Regions from separate parts of the Mus musculus genome. Here region 1 is linked to region 2. A link is a contact called in public HiChIP or PLAC-seq data. All regions are on one chromosome and are shown on one strand. The core of a region is the stretch at or near the end of the contact, and the rest is flanking DNA. Distances in the headings are between cores, read along the strand shown. Region 1 has its middle 130 kb from the start of Gm32237. Region 2 has its middle 4.7 kb from the start of Gm40054.

Region 1 (4,387 bases), core at 1-2,500, 470 kb after region 2:
ATTTATGTATGTGTCTCTTTTTGTCTATGTGTGTGCATATGAGTGTGTGTCTATCTGTGCATGTGTGAATATATGTATGTACTTATATGTGTATATGTATTTGTATGTATGTGTATATATGTCTGTATGTGTGAATATGTCTGTGTCTATAGGTGTGTATGTGTGTGCAGGTATATCTATGTATATCTATGTGTATGAGTATGTATAGTTTCTGTGTCTATGTGTATATGTATGTATTGGCACATATGTATATGCATATATGTTTGTATGTATGTTTATATATGTCCATGTATGAATATGTGTATATATTTATGTCTGTGTTCATATGTATGTACACATATATGTCTGTTTATATGTATGCATGCATATGTGAATACATCTGTCTCTATGTGCATACATGTGTGTGTATTTAAAATAGAGAATCACTGGGTACTGTTGCCATTTACTATGTGACTATTAAGCTCAGTGGTATCATGTCAAACTGTCATTTAAAATTTGTATTTTAGCCTGGGCATAGTGGTACATACCTGTTGTCCTATTATTTGGGAGGCAGATGCAGGAAGAGCAAGGGGGTGGAAACAGCTTGAGTTGTTTATCAAGACCTCATTTTGATAAAGTGTAAATTAATTTTCCAAACAGCAGATGTTATTTGGGTCTTCAGTCTCATTCCTCTTCGGGAAGTGTGTGGTACATGCCCCATATCTGAATCTAGACAGCAGCTTTCCATAAAGCACAAGAGGAGACACTGTGACAACACAGCGGGCCAAGCCTTGTAGCTTTTGTCTCTTGGAATTTCTATTTTGGAATTAAGATCTCCAGCTGTAAATTAATCCGAACAGAGTTTTCCTGAAGAGCCCTGTCAGGTACACAGTGAGCCTTTGGCTGCCACTTCAGCATATCCAGTCATAGGAGTCACACCACTCAGGAACTGGTTTCTTCAGTCCCAGCCAAGTCATCCTATCAAACACTGCCTGGAGTGGATATAAAACAGGCCTGCCAAGCCCTGCCTAAACTACAGGTTAATTACTGAGTTTGCAGCTATTTTTTCATGTATCTTTGAATAAAAAGCAAAAATGGGTATCTACTTTAAGGATCTGGGTATGTTTCCTAATACATAATGCAAAGATGTCATTGATGAGCCTGTGGCCACGTCAAAGCAGATGCCTTTTAGGGTGCCAACCTCCCTTTATCCTCCTGTGTCACATACCAAATGCAAGCAGTTATGAAGGAAGATGGGACTGAGGGGTGGGTTTCAGAAAATAACCCTGCCAGATGCTGTCTTTCAGCCTCTCCATCGTGATCAACCAAACAATAACCCCAGCTGAAATGAACACATGTCCTCAATTAGAAGCTATTGATAACAACTGGGTAGCAGAGTACATGCCAAGCCTGATCTCTGATAATTGCTGCTGAGAGCTGAAGAGATTACAGAGAGAATGTTAAGAATCACCCCCCCATCTCTCTCTCTCTCTCTCTCTCTCTCTCTCTCTCTCTCTCTCTCTCTCTCTCATTCTTCCATCTGGATATGAAGAATTTTAATGGAATTTTAGACTTTATTTTATGTTATGGGTGTGAGAGCTTTGCCTGCATGTATGTCTATGCAGCATCTGCATACAATACCCACAGAAGTCAAAAGAGGGTATGAATTCCCTGGAATTGGAATTAATTGTAAGCATCTATGTGGGAGCTAGGAATCAAACCAAGTTCTTCTGCAAGAGCTGCATGTACTCTTAACCACTGAGCCATCTCTCCAGCACCTGAAAAATAGAATTTAAAAAACTTAATCATGTGCTAGGTACAGAGACACATTCCTGTAATCCCAGTACTTGGAAGGCTGAGGCAGGAAGTTCAAGAGTCCTAGTCCAGCTTTGACTCTCTAATGAAACCCTAAATTGGAAAAGAGGAAAATTTAAAAGCCATCTTATGTATACTTGGTGTTTCAAAGTACAGCTGCCTACCTCCCAACATTTCCAAGATATTAACAAGTTAGTTCTTTCAAAGACCTTGGGATTCAGCAGCACAAAAATTGCAGGACAGTAGCAGATGTTGCTAGTATAAGTTTACAGCACTTTTGTATTCTTATTGCAACATTTTGAGGATTTATTTACTTAAATGTTCTATGTATATATATATATATATATATGGATCATGTGTGTGCAGTGGCCTAACAGCACAGGGGAGTGAGAGGAGAAGAGAAAAGTGGGTGCCGGGGTTACTAAGCATCCAGGCTAGAAGAAACTCAATTCCTGGGTTTGATGATAGACCCTATTTCAAATTATAAGGTGGAAAGCAAGAGGGATCATGATGTGGATCTCCAGCCTTAGCATCTGCATACACAAGAGTTAGCACAACACACACACACACACACACACACACACACACACACACACACACACACACAATTGGCCTACAGACAATTCCACTAGGCTCTTCCCTGGAACCTAGTAACAGTGTCCTAGTAACAGTTTACATCATCATCTGTTTCCAGGTATGAGCCAGGTGGCAGCTTATACAAAGTTTAGAGCTGAAAGGATGGACCATCCAGAGACTGCTGCACCCGGGGATCCATCCCATAATCAGCCACCAAACCCAGACACTATTGCATATGCCAGCAAGATTTTGCTGAAAGGACCCTGATATAGCTGTCTCTTGTGAGGCTATGCCAGTGCCTGGCAAACACAGAAGTGGATGCTCACAGTCAGCTATTGGATGGAACACAGGGCCCCCAATGGAGTAAACCAAGGAGCTAAAGGGGTCTGCAACCCTATAGGTGGAACAACAATATGAACTAACCAGTACCCCCCGGAGCTCGTGCCTCTAGCTGCATATGTATCAGAAGATGGCCTAGTTGGCCATCATTGGGAAGAGAGGCCCCTTAGTCTAGCAAACTTTATATGACCCAGTACAGGGGAACGCCAGGGCCAAGAAGTGGGAGTGGGTGGGTAGGGGAGCAGGGCAGGGGGAGGGTATAGGGGACTTTCAGGATAGCATTTGAAATGTAAATGAAGAAAATATCTAATAAAAAATTGGAAAAAGAAAAAAAAGATTGCTTATTACCCTCTCTCTCTCTCTTTCTCTTCTTTCTCTCCCTCTCTCTGTTCCCACATGTTACCAACTATCCTCTTCCTCTCTCTTCTTCTTTTTTTTGTCCTCTCCCACTCCCTTTATCTGCCTCTACCCCTTTCCAGGCACCTTTTTTCTTCCCCTCAATAAACTTTCTTTTATACTCATGCCTTTACACGTAGCATGAGTCCTCAGCGGGATATTTTGGACAGCTTTCCAAATTGCTCCCACCACCACTGCATTATATTATAAAACATAAAATGCCACATGCACACACACACACACACACACACACACACACACACACACACACCAAAATAAAAATTAACAATAAAATACAATTTTAAAATAATTTCTCAGTAAAAATAAACGGATATGAGAATTGGACACACTTGATCAAAGTCCACTGACATGTGCTGGAGTTACAGATAGGCCACCACACTAGGCTTTAACATGGACGCCAGGGATTCAGATCCTTAGACTTGTCTGTTCCATTAGGGCAGGGAGTGTTCCAGGAACCTTCCAGTCCAATCCATTCATCTGAGCTTCCCTCAGGAAGCACTTGGGCTTGTGAATCTAGGCGTAGGCTGCTGGGGCTCTGGGATGTCAGGTTTGTCCTTGAGAGGGACATGTAAGGGTCTAGTGGTGGGACTCCTCTGTGTGTCTGTGTGTGTCTGTGTGTGTCTCTCTCTCTCTGTGTCTGTGTTTGTGTAAAGGAGAGAGAGACATACAGAAAGACAGAGAGACAGAAAGATAGAGACAGAGATAAGAGCAGAGACATAAAGAGACAAATTGAGAATGTTTTTAGATGCTTCTAAGACTGACTTTGCAGGAATATCCCCACAGTGCATCTAATCCCTGCAAACATCAGGCTTGCTACACTCCAATACATTTTCTTTACACAGAGGCAAGTGTTGGGAGATGAGAGCAGAGACTACATCGTACCCTTTGTCTCTGTTGCCTATGTGCTTGGTCCTATAGGATGATGAAAAGAATCAGTTTTTGTTGTTAAGACTCATGGTCTGTTTGTTACAGAAGCTCTGACTGACTGAAATGCCTTGACTTAACTCAAAGTAGCAACTGCTTCTTCCAGATTGTCCTTGATGAACACAGCCCTGACACTGGACACAGCCACTGTTTTTGTGCTTGGTCATCACAATCAGGGCTTTGCTTTTGCAGGCACACTCCTCTGTACTAGAGAGTTTATGTTACAATGATTTTGAGGTCGACGTGGCATTAGGAGTATCTTGGATGAACAGTTTAGATTACTATCATTATTATCAAGAGGATGCAGTTGATATAGCACTTGCATTAGATATCATAT
Region 2 (3,853 bases), core at 1,173-3,672:
AACTGGCCTTGATATTGTTTTTAACTAGGCATACGATGCCATTTCAATATTATGATGGCTATTGCCAACATTTGTGACCATGTTGGTAGCCGAAGTCAAAAGTCATACTGATTGCATCTCAATAAGTTTTATTTATTTATTCACCTATTTTTTTTTCTTGGCTGCTTCCTAGGTTACAGGCTAACCTGGAGAGTGGGTCTGTGGGAAGAGATATGAGAAGGTCAGGGTGGTCCATCTTGTCAGTATACTGAGATTTAGAGTGGCTGTTCTATACTACTACCATCCCAGAACATGTCAGTTATCTTTCCCTAAGGCTGGTGAATGGCCCAAGTTACCAATAAAGTACTTAATTTCTCTGTGAGAGGTCCTTACTGTTCTGAGATGACTGTACTGAGCATTTTGCTGTTGCAGTATTTGTCATTGCCACAGAGTTGACATGTTCATACTGATCCCAGCCTCAATCCCTCATGAGAATGTGCATATGGTTATTAGGGAACTCAAGGCTCTGTGTGTCTTTGTCACACACCCACAGCACCTCTCCTGTTCTTCTTCTGACTTCTGAGATCTTACAGATGCTGGGCCTCATGAGGTATCCTGTCTAGTTACTATGTCACCTGCTGTGTCTCTTCAGGGGAAAGCACAGATTAAGCCTGACACATTGCTATGTCTATGGTATATTTTAGCACCATCATCAAAGTCTATGCCAGTAAAGTAGGCCACAGCCCATAGGCCTCAGTTTGTAATGAGATGTTTACGCATAAGGCTATTTATACTTTTCTTATCACCTCTTATGTTACTAAGGTTTCAGATCCTGTAATAAAACAAATGAGAGAATCATTCAAAAACTTGGGAAAGGTTTATTTGGGACCATGGTTTAGTAAATGTTCATTGTTGCTTGGGGTCATCATAGTGGGGAGTGTGGAACAGAGAAATGCTGCCCACTCCATGACAGCCAGGAAACAGAAAGAGGGAGATCAGGAGCAAAAGGGGTAGAGAGACAGAGACAGAGAGACTTCATGTCCTCCTAGAGATCTAATGTCTTTCCACTAGACTGAACCTTGTAAAAGTTGCAGCATCTCCTAGTAGCACCATAGTTTAGCAATCAAGCTTTTGCTACATGGTCTTTGGGTGACATTTCAGTCCTAAAACATCGAACTACAGTAGAGTGAGTACCCTCTTTCAAAATCTTGGGGGTCCCACACAGATTGGTGCTAAGTTTCCAGTCTCTATTTGAACCCTGGGATTTTTAGAGACAAGATGGTGTACCCATGGTCAGTATTGTGTAAGACACAGCTAGTAATTACATTACAGGTAGAAGCGATTGCCCTTGCTGGACCTGAATTAGACACACATATGATGTATATGTATGTGTGTGCATGTGTATATATGTGTATGTATAAATTTATTCCATAGGTTATGTGACTCTGGAGAAACATGACTAAGATGCCTTCTAACTCATGAGTGCACAGAACATATTACTATTCCAAAGGGATAAAAGGGAACAGAATGAGGAAATATTGGCCCAAAGAAAGACTAAAAAACAGCAGGGCAAATTCTAAATTCTGTCTCTCCATGTCCAGTGTTAAAGCATTTTTCAGGACTTCAATTCCTATGGCTTTGTTGACTACAGCATACTTTTCTCTCTTAGGCTGGTTCCACACCGATCTGCAGCTTTCCCTAGAAGATATCTCATTATCCTAACATCTCTAACACCTTGGGGTCACTAGCATTATTCAGGATTCATCCCCATAGTTTCACACAATGTTTTTATTGGCTCTCCAAGCAGGGACACTCCTGTCACATGCCTAGCCTCTGCAGCTTTCCTTAGTCACACAGGAAGATCCCATAACCCCTTTCTTATGTTCTTGACTCTAAAACCAGAACCACTTGGCTGAAGTTGCCAAGTTCTACGGCTTGCTGTGGCTGGAACTTGGCCCCCTCTTTCCATCACATTTGCATCAGCTTCCTCTTGTTGCTGGTTTCCTTCAGTGCTTCAGCTTTTCTTCAATTCCTTTTCACAAATTGGAAGCTTAGCTGGGTAGGGTCTTACCCAAAGGTCTCCACTCTCTTTATTCCATGTAGTATCACAACTTTTATTTTTTATGTTTTGAAAACCATTTGGTATCATGCAATAAAAATGAGTATAGAGATGTTTGTAGGCTCATTTGGTTTTTGGGTAATAGATTCTATTCAAGGCTCCCCTCACCCCAGTACAGCTTGAAAACCACCTGACAGTAATTAAATTATTTCAGCATCTCACTCCCATCTCCCACACACATTTTCCCCTTTTGTTTTGTTATTTGGCATTATGTACAATTTAATCTTCTTTAAAGCAACCAGCATAGCCACCCACAACTACACATGCTCACTCTAAATCTGAGCCTTGGGGATGGGAAGGACGAATCCCTCCCCTTTCCCTCACAGGTTGTAAATTGGTTATTCACATTTTCTTGGATGAGAATTTTAAGCACTGCACAGCATCTTCATAAGCACACACAGCAGATGGCTGGGAATACTGTGTGATAAGAAGAGGGAGCCAATTTCTTCAGTTATTTTCACCTCCTGAACACATTCCAAAGAAATGCAGCGGCATATTTTAGGGTATCTCTACAAGACCCCTTTCCTTAAATATGAATATAATTTGCTGCTGTGTTCACTTTAAGATGGACTCCTTTTGGGGCTGTCTTTATTGTAAGAGATCTTGTAGTATTTTTGCATAAAATTAAACTTTTGTTCAAAGCTCTCCTGGGTGTTGCTGCCTAGGAATTAACCCAGATGTTGCTTCTCCACATTCAGAGTGGCTATGAAACAGGAGGCAATGAAGCCTGATATTCAGATGACTGCCAGTGACCTTCATGCTTCTCTCTTGTGTAATGACAGGATCCAGAGAAAGGAAAAAAAAATCCAGGTCACCTAGTTTGATCTGTGAACTGGCCTCAACCTTTATCAACTTGAAAACTTTAGGCATGCTTCTTAGAGTCCAGATAATTCTGAGAAAAGGTATAGCTATTTTTACCTACTGGATGGTTGTTGACATGATGAGAGATTATATAGATGAAGCTCTTTCCTTATGTGTTCATTAATGGTGATGAAGTTAATACGTCAATAGTAGGGAATAAGATGTACCTGGTTGCCATCCTCAAGAGCATTCTTTCTTCATAGACATCTTACAGGTAAGTCTTTGGGGATAACTCCTGCTTGTCAGCAAAGCTTTAGGGAGCCTTAGCTCAACCAGAAATGATCCTTTGGCCTCATGTTTTCTCCACATACGTCATTTTTTTTCCTTTTTTTTTTTTGCTATGATTGAAATTTTTGTCTAATATTTGTCCATGGACTTAGTTTAATATCTGAAGAAGTTTGTTTATATGGATAATTCTTGTTGTACAAGTGTGTTTGGAAATAGGCCAAGTTCATTTGGTCTGTTTTTCTAAGACCATAAATCAGTGATGGCATGCAATAACTCGCATTAAGAAGCAGAAGGCAGGGCTAGAGAGATGGCTCAGCGGTTAAGAGCTCTGACTGCTCTTCCAGAGGTGCTGAGTTCAATACCCAGCAACCACATGGTGGCTCACAACCATCTGCAATAGTATCTTATGCCCTCTTCTGGTGTCTGAAGACAGCAACAGTATATTAATATACATATAAATAAACAAATAAATAAATCTTTTTAAAAAAAAGAAGCAGAAGGCCTTTTGAGTTAATGCCTCAGGAGAGTTGATGCAGACAGACTAAGTCTTCTGTGGACTAAAGGATCTAGAGAATTGGGCTAAATTATAATTCTAATGTTATACTGCCGTATATCATGGCCACTAGATACAAGTGGCTATTCAAATTTAAATGAGTGCAATAAGAG

What was found. HiChIP or PLAC-seq counts read pairs in DNA pulled down with a chosen protein or histone mark.
Region 1: an H3K27ac HiChIP or PLAC-seq map of VIP interneurons shows a contact between it and region 2, with 2.9 times the contacts expected there. The contact joins two enhancer-like sites. A contact is called at or near these places in 1 of 484 Hi-C or Micro-C datasets (cortical neurons) and 1 of 115 datasets of contacts at active chromatin or transcription factors (VIP interneurons).

What each region holds. Positions count from the first base shown.
Region 1 is chr3:56,829,596-56,833,982 of GRCm38.p6, forward strand. No RefSeq gene overlaps it. Among named protein-coding and RNA genes, the nearest start is that of Gm32237, 130 kb to the left of the region's middle. Within about 2 kb of position 1,251, at least 11 of the 459 cell types and tissues checked have an H3K27ac peak or open chromatin away from gene starts, as enhancers often do. A contact at or near this core is called in VIP interneurons, where this site is marked.
Region 2 is chr3:56,360,324-56,364,176 of GRCm38.p6, forward strand. No RefSeq gene overlaps it. Among named protein-coding and RNA genes, the nearest start is that of Gm40054, 4.7 kb to the left of the region's middle. Within about 2 kb of position 2,423, at least 18 of the 459 cell types and tissues checked have an H3K27ac peak or open chromatin away from gene starts, as enhancers often do. A contact at or near this core is called in VIP interneurons, where this site is marked.